Linked DNA regions of Mus musculus: all the other regions are linked to region 1. Evidence: chromatin contacts called from public Hi-C, HiChIP or PLAC-seq and promoter capture Hi-C data. All regions are on one chromosome and are shown on one strand. The core of a region is the stretch at or near the end of the contact, and the rest is flanking DNA. Distances in the headings are between cores, read along the strand shown.

What was found. Promoter capture Hi-C pulls out the DNA fragments that hold promoters and counts their contacts. A called contact is a pair of places that touch in the nucleus more often than the background predicts. HiChIP or PLAC-seq counts read pairs in DNA pulled down with a chosen protein or histone mark.
Region 2: a contact with region 1 is called in a Hi-C map of CD8 T cells, with 4 times the contacts expected there. The contact joins the promoter of Cox15 here to the promoter of Ndufb8 in region 1. A contact is called at or near these places in 5 of 39 promoter capture datasets (the 3T3-L1 cell line, cranial neural crest, embryonic stem cells and 2 more), 5 of 484 Hi-C or Micro-C datasets (B cells, CD4 T cells, CD8 T cells and 1 more), 3 of 115 datasets of contacts at active chromatin or transcription factors (astrocytes, neural progenitor cells and stem cell-derived neural progenitor cells) and 1 of 9 other capture datasets (adipose tissue).
Region 3: a contact with region 1 is called in a FOXA1 HiChIP or PLAC-seq map of pancreatic cancer cells. The contact joins the enhancer-like site here to the promoter of Ndufb8 in region 1. A contact is called at or near these places in 3 of 39 promoter capture datasets (the 3T3-L1 cell line and hippocampal neurons) and 4 of 115 datasets of contacts at active chromatin or transcription factors (the NIH/3T3 cell line, extraembryonic endoderm stem cells, forebrain and 1 more).
Region 4: a promoter capture Hi-C map of liver shows a contact between it and region 1, with 4 times the contacts expected there. The contact joins the promoter of Dnmbp here to the promoter of Ndufb8 in region 1. A contact is called at or near these places in 13 of 39 promoter capture datasets (the 3T3-L1 cell line, 3T3-L1-derived adipocytes, the C10 cell line and 8 more), 2 of 115 datasets of contacts at active chromatin or transcription factors (bone marrow-derived macrophages and pancreatic cancer cells) and 1 of 9 other capture datasets (adipose tissue).

The regions. Positions count from the first base shown.
Region 1 is chr19:44,554,163-44,556,706 of GRCm38.p6, forward strand. It overlaps Ndufb8 (NADH:ubiquinone oxidoreductase subunit B8), which reads right to left and starts at 1,280. Exons shown (of 5, transcript NM_026061.3): 1 at 1,155-1,280; 2 at 769-895. The coding sequence starts at 1,239.
Region 2 is chr19:43,751,738-43,754,281 of GRCm38.p6, forward strand. Cox15 (cytochrome c oxidase assembly protein 15) reads right to left here and starts at 1,263. Exons shown (of 9, transcript NM_144874.4): 1 at 1,085-1,263. The coding sequence starts at 1,174. Cutc (cutC copper transporter) reads left to right here and starts at 1,286. Exons shown (of 9, transcript NM_001113562.1): 1 at 1,286-1,483. The coding sequence starts at 1,426.
Region 3 is chr19:43,883,890-43,886,433 of GRCm38.p6, forward strand. All of the region lies in intron 4 of Dnmbp (dynamin binding protein), which reads right to left. Among named protein-coding and RNA genes, the nearest start is that of Gm24400, 28 kb to the left of the region's middle. Within about 2 kb of position 1,277, at least 86 of the 459 cell types and tissues checked have an H3K27ac peak or open chromatin away from gene starts, as enhancers often do. A contact at or near this core is called in the NIH/3T3 cell line, extraembryonic endoderm stem cells and pancreatic cancer cells, where this site is marked.
Region 4 is chr19:43,938,924-43,941,467 of GRCm38.p6, forward strand. Dnmbp (dynamin binding protein) reads right to left here and starts at 1,275. Exons shown (of 16, transcript NM_028029.4): 1 at 1,194-1,275.

The DNA of each region.
Region 1 (2,544 bases), core at 30-2,529:
CCTCCTTGGAGGTCTCCCTTAACTTGGTTTTCCCCCCTAAAAATCCAAGGTCACCTTATACAGACTACTGCCCAGGCTGTTCTAGTCCACAACAAAGTAAAAAACAGACAATGGAAACTGGACACGTGTCAAAAAAATGATTGGAAAATAAAAAGAAAAGAAAAATGCTAACACAGGAAGTGACGATGATGTTTAACCACTATTCATAATTAACTTTGTTACAGGGGATAGATAGAGGGCCAGAAGGGACTAACACCAACTGAAGAATGAAGGCTGACATGGAGTGTAATCTGCTTAACCATCAGTGACATTTTCATATGCCTAATGGCAAAAAACAAACAAACAACCCCCTCCCCCAAAAAAGCCAGACATACACAAATATAGAGTACCCCAACCTCAGCAAGGTTCTCAGGACAGGGGTCCAGCTCCCGCCTGGTCAGCACCTGAGCCCAGCAGATGCTCAATCTAAATGAAACGCAGTGCTCTGGATGGAGCCATGGAAGAATCTCACTATTCTGGAGTCCTCGAGGGAGCTATGATAACCTCGGCTTCCTCATTTGAGCAAACAGCCTGAGCCAAGCAAAAAAAATGGAAGTCTTCTCGGCTGCAGCGGCTCAGCCACCCACTCCCACCTCCCCCAACCTAGAAAAGCACCCGCACTAATGACTCTGAGGGGTCACTACAAGGATCCGGGAGAAAACGCCTGGGTCGCACCACCCAATCCAACCGCCTTCACCGCTCCTGACCCGAGTCCTCTACCTCACTCACCCCATGCCATCATCGGGGTATGGCTCGTAGTCTTCCACTCGCATGTTATACTTCTTGGCGGCCGCGGCGCGTTCCTCTGGGGTCCTAGGATATGACCCCGGCAACATGTCCTTGGTCATATGGAAGGCTGGACGCAGAGGGATGCAGGTCAGATGGACACGGTGCTTTAGGCGCCCACCCAGAAAGGACTAAGCCGCAGTGACTGCAGAGGCTGTCGTTTCGCACCTTGCCGGACTACAGCAACCCTGTATCCCTTCTTTGGGCACACGAATCCACCGCGACCTCCCACCCCTTACCCCCAGCCAGGACACCTCCGCCACCGTCCCAAGGATGCCTCCATCCCGAAGCAGTAAACTTCAGGCACCCGCTTCCCACACCGTGCAGACCTCTCCGTGCCTCCAGTGGCACCACGCCCCGGGTTGTCCTCTGCAGCCATCGGACTCCCAGGGCCGCAGCCCGGGCGGCAGCCATCTTCACCTTCTCCGCGGTTCACTCTGCACATGCGCAAAAGCGGGTCACGGTGGCTGAGTCGGGCCAAACGGCGATCTCCGAAGCCAGCGCAGAAGTCCCGGCATCAAGCTGGGCGGGCTTTATTTAAATATGCTGTAGAGCCTGGACGGTGAGCGGCTGATGAGGTGCCAGGACAGACAGCAAGGAGAGAAAACAAAGCTACTGCTTACTTGATATTGCAAGTTACTGTATTCCTTTTCGCCTTCAACCGACTGAGGCCCTTTCGGGGCTGCGCCAGCCGAATATCTCAGACCGCTGTGCAAAGTAAAACCAGCCTTCTGTCCTCACACACAGTCCTTTTTCACATTTAGCTCTTGGTTTTGTTTGATCCTTTCTCCAAATCTCTTTCCTTATATACTCAAAGTTGTCTCAGTTCATCTAAATGTCTCAATCACCTCAACCCAACAAATACAAAAACCAAGCCGATTACTGGAGGCGGCTCGCCTGACCCAGCCCCAAACCTCCCATTTTTCAGGAAAAAAAAAAACAGATTTCAAACAGAAAGACCATAATTAACAAACTCTTAACACAGACTGGGAGACATGTTTGCATACTATTAAGTTTTCGTTTTATTTGTACAAGTAGGGTTTGGATATATTACACATTTTGAGTATGCACGTATTTCCATCAACTCTTTAGACACAATTACTGTAATAGAATCCCTTCTCAAATGTATACCAGATCGACAAACACAGGCGTGTACTATTCAACATATAGATTTGGGGAGGCCTACTGCAGTGCATTTTATCCTCTTGTAGTATCATTAGACATCATCAGAATTAATTTGACAGCATCTGCATTTAACTAATAGCAAACCCTGATCTCATGTTGCTTAAAAGCAATGTTGGTATAGGTTATTCATTTGTTTTTTTTTTATATTGTTTATATAGAACATAGCATATTCTTTTTTAAGAAGAAAATTATATGTATGGGTGTTTTGCCCACATGTGTGTTTGCACTCCACATGCATGTGGTAGTGGAGGAGACCAAAGGGCAGCAGATCCCCCTGGAACTGGAGTTTCAAAGAATCCACAGTTACCGTGGATTGTTGGCCTTCATTCAGGTGCTGGGAATTGAACGCTGGTCCTGGATCCTCTGTCCTCTGGAAGAACAGCCAGTACTCTTAACCCCCGAGACATCTCTCCAGCCCCACAGTGTACTCTTATGTGATGGTATATGCCTTTTGTAAAGTCAACACTTGAGAAATGAAGACAAAAAAAAAAAAAATCAGGAGTTAAGGCCAGCCTGGGCTACATAATGAGTCTA
Region 2 (2,544 bases), core at 13-2,512, 800 kb before region 1:
ACTACCCACTGGAGATCGGGGCTGGCATCGTTATGCCCCAGACTTTCCTGGATCTTACAACAGGTTACTGTCACAGCACAAAGTACCTTCCCTACCACAAGCCTTAACACACAGTCATGTATCAGGTGATCTGTCCCTATGCCCCACTAAGCTGGGAGCTCTTCCTCTTGCTCCCTTTGTAGTACTGGGTCCTTACACAGCAAGACCTAATACATATTTGGTACTCGAACTAACAATTGAATGAACTGACTCCTCAAGGGCAGGCACTATGTGGGCATATTTTTTTTTCCAGGAACATAACAAACTCTAGAATTCTCTGGTTTCTCTTCACACCATAAAGATCTTTCACCTTTTACTACTGATTATCAGAGAAGAGAATACATGTCTTCTTTTGAGTCTAACACTAAGAGCAAAAATATGTTGGCCGGGCGGTAGTAGCGCACACCTTTAGTCCCAGCACTCGGGAGGCAGAGGCAGGTGGATTTCTAAGTTCAAGGCCAGCCTGGTCTACAAAGTGAGTTCCAGGACAGCCAGGGCTACACAGAGAAACCCTGTCTCGAAAAACCAAAAAAAAAAAAAAAAAAAAAAAAGTATGTTCAGTTTCCTACTTCTAAGTAACTGGGTATCTTAGACAAGCAACTTAAAGTAAGTCTCAATTTCCTTCACTGTGGAATGGGGCTACATAGGAGTTCCTGACTGCCTGGTGGCTTTTAGCAAAAACCAAATGTGCAAATAAATGCATAAATAAATAAAATAAAAAGAAAAGAAAAATTACTGAGCCTTTATCACGTGCTAAGGGTTTGATGTATATTTAAAATTTTAATCCTTACAAACACCTTGTGTAACAGGTCGTTCTCCCATTCTACAGAAAAGGAAATTGAAACTTAAAAGCTAAGTAAATTGGTCAGTCATACACAGCAGTGGGTAATATTTCCGGATCCGCATTCAGGGAGGTGTCGGGACACAAGGAAATATGTCCTGAAATGAGAAGGCGAGCCGGACTTGCAGGGCGGTCCGTTTACTTTATCCTGGCCTTTTTTATCCCAGCCCGGCTTCCGTGATCCGAGCCAGCAGGAGTGGGTACCTGTGTTCTGGACGCCACCCTAGGGACCAGGAGCCCGACATTGCGGCTCCCCGTCAAGGCCCTCAGGGACGGAAGGAGCAACCGTTGCATGCTGACAGTACAGCGCCACTGCCGGAGCGCCCCAGCGAGCTGCGGTCCGCTTCTCCGCTCCCGAAAGAACAAGCACTTCCGGGTCAGGCGTCGTGCGCGCCCCCTCGCGCTAGGTTGGCCACTGCGCGTGCACGCACGACTCCCTGGGAGGCTGCCGGGCACGGGCGTCGGGGACGCGCCTCCTCCGTCGCTCGCGCGGCCGCGGGGACTCAGTGGAAACCGAAGGCGAGCGAGGGAGGAACGCGGGAAGCATGAAGAAAGGGGCTTCTTGCGAGCGGAAACAGGCGTGGATATCGTCGGGGAAGGCGGGTGCGGAAGGTGGCGGGGCAGGGGGGCGGTCGGCCGGTGGACCCCGGGGTGGGTCCCGGCTTGCCAGGCTTTCCCGCGGTCGAGTTTCTCAGTGCTCCGGAGTCCCGGGCAGTCACGCAGTCCCTCAGCTGCTCCTGGATCCCCGCCAGTCTCGCAAGTGCCCTCAGCGTCCCGCCGCCCCTAGGGCCACAAGAGGGCACCATACCACCTCCCTGTCTCTGTGGTAGATAATAAAAGTGTGGTGACAGCTCTACAACCTAGAGCTGCCACCGAGGGTGGCGAGTGGGATCCGTTCCCACAGCCATTGCGTAACAGATGACTGGTTGCTTCCTGCGGGAGATATGCCTATTAATATGTCAAGACAAATAACTTTTATGAAGGATAAATATCCCTAAACAAAACAGCAAAAGGGGCAATGCTCTGTATTTTGCAAATCTCTTTTAATATCTCACTTGATGGAAGGTAGTTGGATTCTCATACCTGTCTCAGCGTGTTTAAGTGTTCTAAAGCTGCAGTCCGCTCCCAAGAGGCAAATACAGACACAGACTCCCCAAAGCCATCTGGAGTCTCTAACTTTGAGCACTACTGCTTCAAATGTCTTTTTTGATCCCTACTTTTTGCTTTTTGCTCAGGCTCCTGTTGCAACAGTTTGTAGACATTCCCATACTTTTGTATGGAGCTCCTGATACTCCTTCAGCATCTTCAGCCCCACTGGTGGGGCTGTTACCAGATTTGTGGAGTTACTGTATTGTTGTTTACGACCATTGGTTAATGTTTGAATCCTAATCTATGGGACTGATAGTCTTTTATTAAATCAATGACTATTGCAACTTATTAGGAGGTGACAGATTTTTGTTTGTTTCTCCAAGTAATCTTTCATCATAAAAGCAATATCAGGTAGAAGAAGTCAAGCAATATAGAAAGGTAAAAATAATTCCAAATTCATTGCCCAGGAGTAACCACTATTAGAATGTGGTGACTGTTCTCGCAGAGATCAATACATGAAGCATGAATTAAACACTTTAAAAGTGTGTTGGTAATTATTGTGTGGGGGTGGGTAC
Region 3 (2,544 bases), core at 27-2,526, 670 kb before region 1:
ATCAGGCAATAAAACTGTTTTTCTTCCTTTTTATTATTTTGGTTTTTGTTTGTTTGTTTGCTTGTTTGCTTGTGTAGCCTAGGCTGGCCGTGAACTTACTAGGTTGCTAAGACTGGCTTTTAACTCCTGATCCTTTGGCCTTTACCTTCCAAGTGCAGGGATTACAGACATGTAGCACTGTGCACAGCGAAAGAAAACCTTAGGGGGAGATTGCACTGGCCTGGAACTCAGCATTCTTCCTGCTTTTGTCTAAGTACTGACATTACAGGCACGTGCCAGTGTTAATCGATCTTTTTTTCTGGGGGTCACACCTGGCTTCTTCTGTCCCACTTGGTGAACCCACACTTTGGTTTATATTTGGTGACTTGCTTTCTGATCTTATAGCAGGATGTGTCACTTTTAACAGTCTACCCCGTGGTGGGGCTATCCAGGTAGTGTGAGCTTAGAGCGGCTAGTCACATCACACCCACCATCAGGAAACTGGAGAGATGAGATGAATACCGCTTACATTGTAACATGGTCTTGAGCCCATGGGAGCGAGGGGTGGAAAGTTATGGCTGAGAAGGGATGTGCATAGGCTAGAAATGTCCCCGTGAGTAAAAGCATCTAACTTACAAGCCAGAATCCTCACTTTGATCCCTTGCCTCTGCAAAGAGGTGGCGGGCATGAGCCAACCCCACAAAGTTGTTCTCTGACCTCCACATGCCACCCTAATAATAAATTTAAGAATTATATAGACTATTAACCTTTAAAAGGGAGTGGTGTGTGTAGGTGTTGAATTGGCAAGGGGTGGGGCTGTGGCCGTTAGTGTTAATCATCAGCTCGACAGAGTATACTGTCTTTGGGACAACAGGACTCTGGCATCTTAATCTTATTGATTGGTGTAGGAGACCCATCTTCACTGAGGGTAGGACCATTCCCTGGGCTGGGAACTCAGCACTGTATAACACTGAGAAGATCTGATAATCACTAAGGCACGTGCTGCACTGTTCCCCTTCTGACCGTGGACACAATGTGACCATTTCCTGGGGGAGGGGCGCAACTGTGGATACAATTCAACCACACACTTCAAGCTCCTGCTGCCTCGGTTTCCCTATGTTGACAGTCCAGTACCTTGAACTGTCAGCTAGAATAACCCTTTCCTTTTTAAAGTTGCTTTTGTTAGAGTATTTTATCCCCGTAACAGGAAAAGAAGCGCACACTCCCTGTAACAAGCCCCATGCCTCTGCTGTCCTGTGCCCCACCCGCAACCAAACTGAATCTCTGCTCAGCGCACGCCCTTCCTGCAGGTTGTGTGCTCTGCATGTGTGCTCTACCCCCTGTCTCTAGGACTTCCCTCTCTTCTAAGTTTGTTTAAGCAGAATGAATCCAGTCTTCTGGCTTCAGCCCTGGTAATGAAGCAGAAGTGCTGGCCTGAGCGATTGCAAGTGCCTTCTGATCGAGGCTGTCTGAGCTGCCTTGCTGTGTGTGCTTCCTCCTTTCACATTAGTTAGGTAGTTTGGATTTGAGTACACACACACACACACACACACACACACACACACACATACATACATAAAACATGCTTTTTGACAATCCTAGATGTATTTTTAAATTTTACCATTAACTCTTATTTTAGTTAGATGTAGTGGATCACCCCTGTAGCCCCAGCACTCGGGGGCTAGAGGGAGGCTGAGGCAGAAAGATTGCTGTGAGTTTAATGTGAGTCTAGACTATATAATAAGTTCTAGGGCCAACCTGGCTTGAGAGAGACCAACTCAATACAACAGTAAAGAAGCGACAACAAAAGCCAGGCATAGTGGCATGGACTTAATCCTAGTACTCGGAAGGCAGAGGCAGGAAGAGGAGGAGCCAGCCTGGGCTACATGCTAAGTTCCAAGCCAGCCAGGGCTACATAGACCCTGTCTCAAAACAAGCAAATAAACAGAAAGCAACAAACAAAAAGGGGGGGGGGAGCGCGCTGCTTTTATTTTTCAGAAGTGCTGGCTGCAGCTCACTAAATACACTCAATACACTTTAAGACCCAATCACAAGTGCTGGAGAGCGGCTCAGCAGTTAAGACAACTCGTTGCTCTTGCAGAGGACCTGGGTTTGATTCTTAACGCCCACATGGTGGCTCCCAGCCACCTGTGATCTCCCAGTCCAGGAGATCTGACATCTTCTGACATTGGTCACAGACATACATGCAGGCAAAACACTCATACATATAAAGAAATAAGATAACCCAATTGTGAGAGTTACCCATTACTTATTAGAAACATTAGATCTGTTGGCATGAAGGGTCCTTCTAGAATTAATATAAAAAGTCCCAGTCATGGCTCTCTCTCAACCTGGAGCCTTAGCCTCGGCCCCCACACAGTCCTGCTTTCAGATTCGTCTCTGTAAGAAACGCTTCCTCTCCGGACCCTCAGGTCACTTACATCAACACAGGTAACGTGGAATTTGAGACCCAGGATTTGACACACCAGGCCCTTTTCTGTCATAGCCAATTACGTTCTTAGCCAGCATAAAACCTTAAAGATAACCAACCGGGGACCTTCCTAA
Region 4 (2,544 bases), core at 25-2,524, 620 kb before region 1:
TACACACCAAGATCTCTGTCTAGACAAGCCATTGGGTGACATTAACACAGAAACATGAATGACACACACACACACACAACAGGTTTCACTCATTTCAACCCAATATTATGTGAGTGGGGGAGCGGGGAGCGACAGTGAAGTTGAACATCTGCTACATAATTTGTAAAATTAACTTTGTTTTCCTAGGACTTTGTTGTCACCAGGAGGGATCGGCTTCAAATACAAATGAAAGACTTTAGCGGTGGAAGGGCCTGAGAGATCACGAGATTCAGTAGTTTAGGGGGAATGAGGCCCGATGGATACACTAACTTGAACACTACACCTCGACTATGCTTTTCCTACGACTGTTTTATAAATGCAGCCCTAACTGAGAAATCAGGTCTGCTTGCTGCAAAAATCGCCTGTTGATTAGTCAGCTCTATCAGCGGCATGTAACTCGACTAAGCACAGTGGAGTCCAAACTATGCTCCTACCAGAGAATCGGTGTCATCACTAGCTTGTCACCATTATTAATTAGGAAGTTCCACAAGGTGCTCCCAAGACTATAAAAGAAACACTGTCAGACAGGTTACAGAATTTGCCAGCCATAATCCCACATGCGACCTTGCTTTTCAAGTTGGTTTTTCAACACGACCCTGTGCCCTAAAAACACCCTTCGCAGCTCTTAATACACACCACATGCTGTCCTGTCCGGTCACCCCAACACCCCTTTATTCGAGTGACAACCATCCTCCTCTGACACAAGCATGCAATCGTCCTGGGTACCTAAAAACTCCAGTAAGCCAAAACTGCATCTCCAGCTAAATATAAATAGTCCCGGGTTATTTGGGAAACCATCGCTGCCTGGCTGTCACGAAATCCCGGCCTCTCATGCCCACCAGCTGCAGCAGTGACCAGGAGCAGGACTGGGGCTCAGTTCTTCAACTCAAAGCCAAGAGGCAGGGCGGCGCAGTGACAGCGCCCCGGCTGGACACCTCGCCCCCCGGTCCGCGCCCCGGGACGGTCCCTAGGGCTGCTGCCCCCCCCCCCCTGCACCCCCTCGGCCGTGAGTGAAGACAGCGAGGGCCTCGCGTCTCGCGGAGCGCAGCTCAGCGCGACCGAGAGCTGCGCCGCAAGCCCCGCGCGCCCCGCAGGCGACCGTCCCCGCTACCCCACCACCCCGCCACCCCACGGACGCCCGGCCCCGCACCGACCTGCTCTCTGCCGCTCGGCGTTCCCTCCGCGCACAGCCACTGGTGGCCCGGCCGGGCCGCGGTCACCTCCCCTCAGCGGCGGCGGGCGGGCGGGCCGATCCGGGTGACTCCGCGCCGCCCCGCCTCCCTTAGCGCCGCTTCCGTCCGGTGGCCCCCGGCTCCGTTTCCCGCGCTCGCGCCCCCTGGCGGCCGCCTAGCCCGTCGCTCCGCCACGTCAGGGCTCGGGCTCCCAGGGCCTTTCAGGGAAACTGAGGCACGGACTGCGTGGGGGCGTTTAGCGACACACCTCGCTCAGGCTAGGATCCAGATCCCCACGCACTCGCGCTACCGCCAACCTAGAGAACTCAAATTCTCCGCTGCGCGAATTCTCTTACTCCGAGGCGGAGGCTAGCCTTGAACCTTCCATCGTCCTTCACTCCTCCAAGTGCTGGATTACAGGGGAACACCATCAGGTTACTGCCCACTCCTCATCGATTTTTTTTTCTTTTCTCCCGAGCAAAGTCTCACAGGACAATTTTGAGAATTTAAAAGCAAGGAATCACAGAATACTAGAACCAAACGTCCCGGTTTCTGAAAAGTCCCGGAAGACTTCTGACTGTTAAAGATCGCAAGTGCGTGGAGGAGCTGGTGCAAGCGCGGGGACCGACCTAGCAGATTTGAGGAATGCAGGAATCATATATCACTATGCACACACAGCAGAGATAAGGCTTTATTTTAAAATCTCATCAGCTAGATTGTTTCTTGACTCTTCAAAAATCGTAGTAAACTAGACATAGCATAAAGTGTATCGTTTGAACCATTGTCAAGTGTGCGTGCAGTCCATCAGAGTAGGTAAATTCACATTGCTACGCATCCATCATCTTGTCCGGCACCGGGACCCCAACTTCCCAAACTGAAACTGCTCTTATCGTACAGGGACTCCACTCCCAGCGATTCCTAGTCTCTCGTGTCCTTAAGAATTCGTCTACTCTGAAGACCCTCATACATGCAATCTACAATACTTGGCCTTTTGGTGCCTGCCTTATTTTGGTTAGAATAATGCCCTAAGTTTCATCTGTGCTGTTCTATGTGTCGGAATTTCCTTCCTTTTTACTGCTAAATATACTGCGTTGTGTTTAGGCGTTTGTCCTTCACTGGGCATTCGGCGGAGTTTCCCCTTTGGCTACTGTGGCTAAGGCTAGGACCCAAATCGTACACGTATCTGCTGGACCCATTGCTTCCAGTTCTTTGGAGGCTGTACCTAGGGGTGAAACTGCTGCTCACATACATTATTCTCCTCCTTTGCTGTCTGAACACTGAAGGAAGGCATTTTTGTGGTAAAACATAAATATTCCAGATTTTTGTTTTTGAA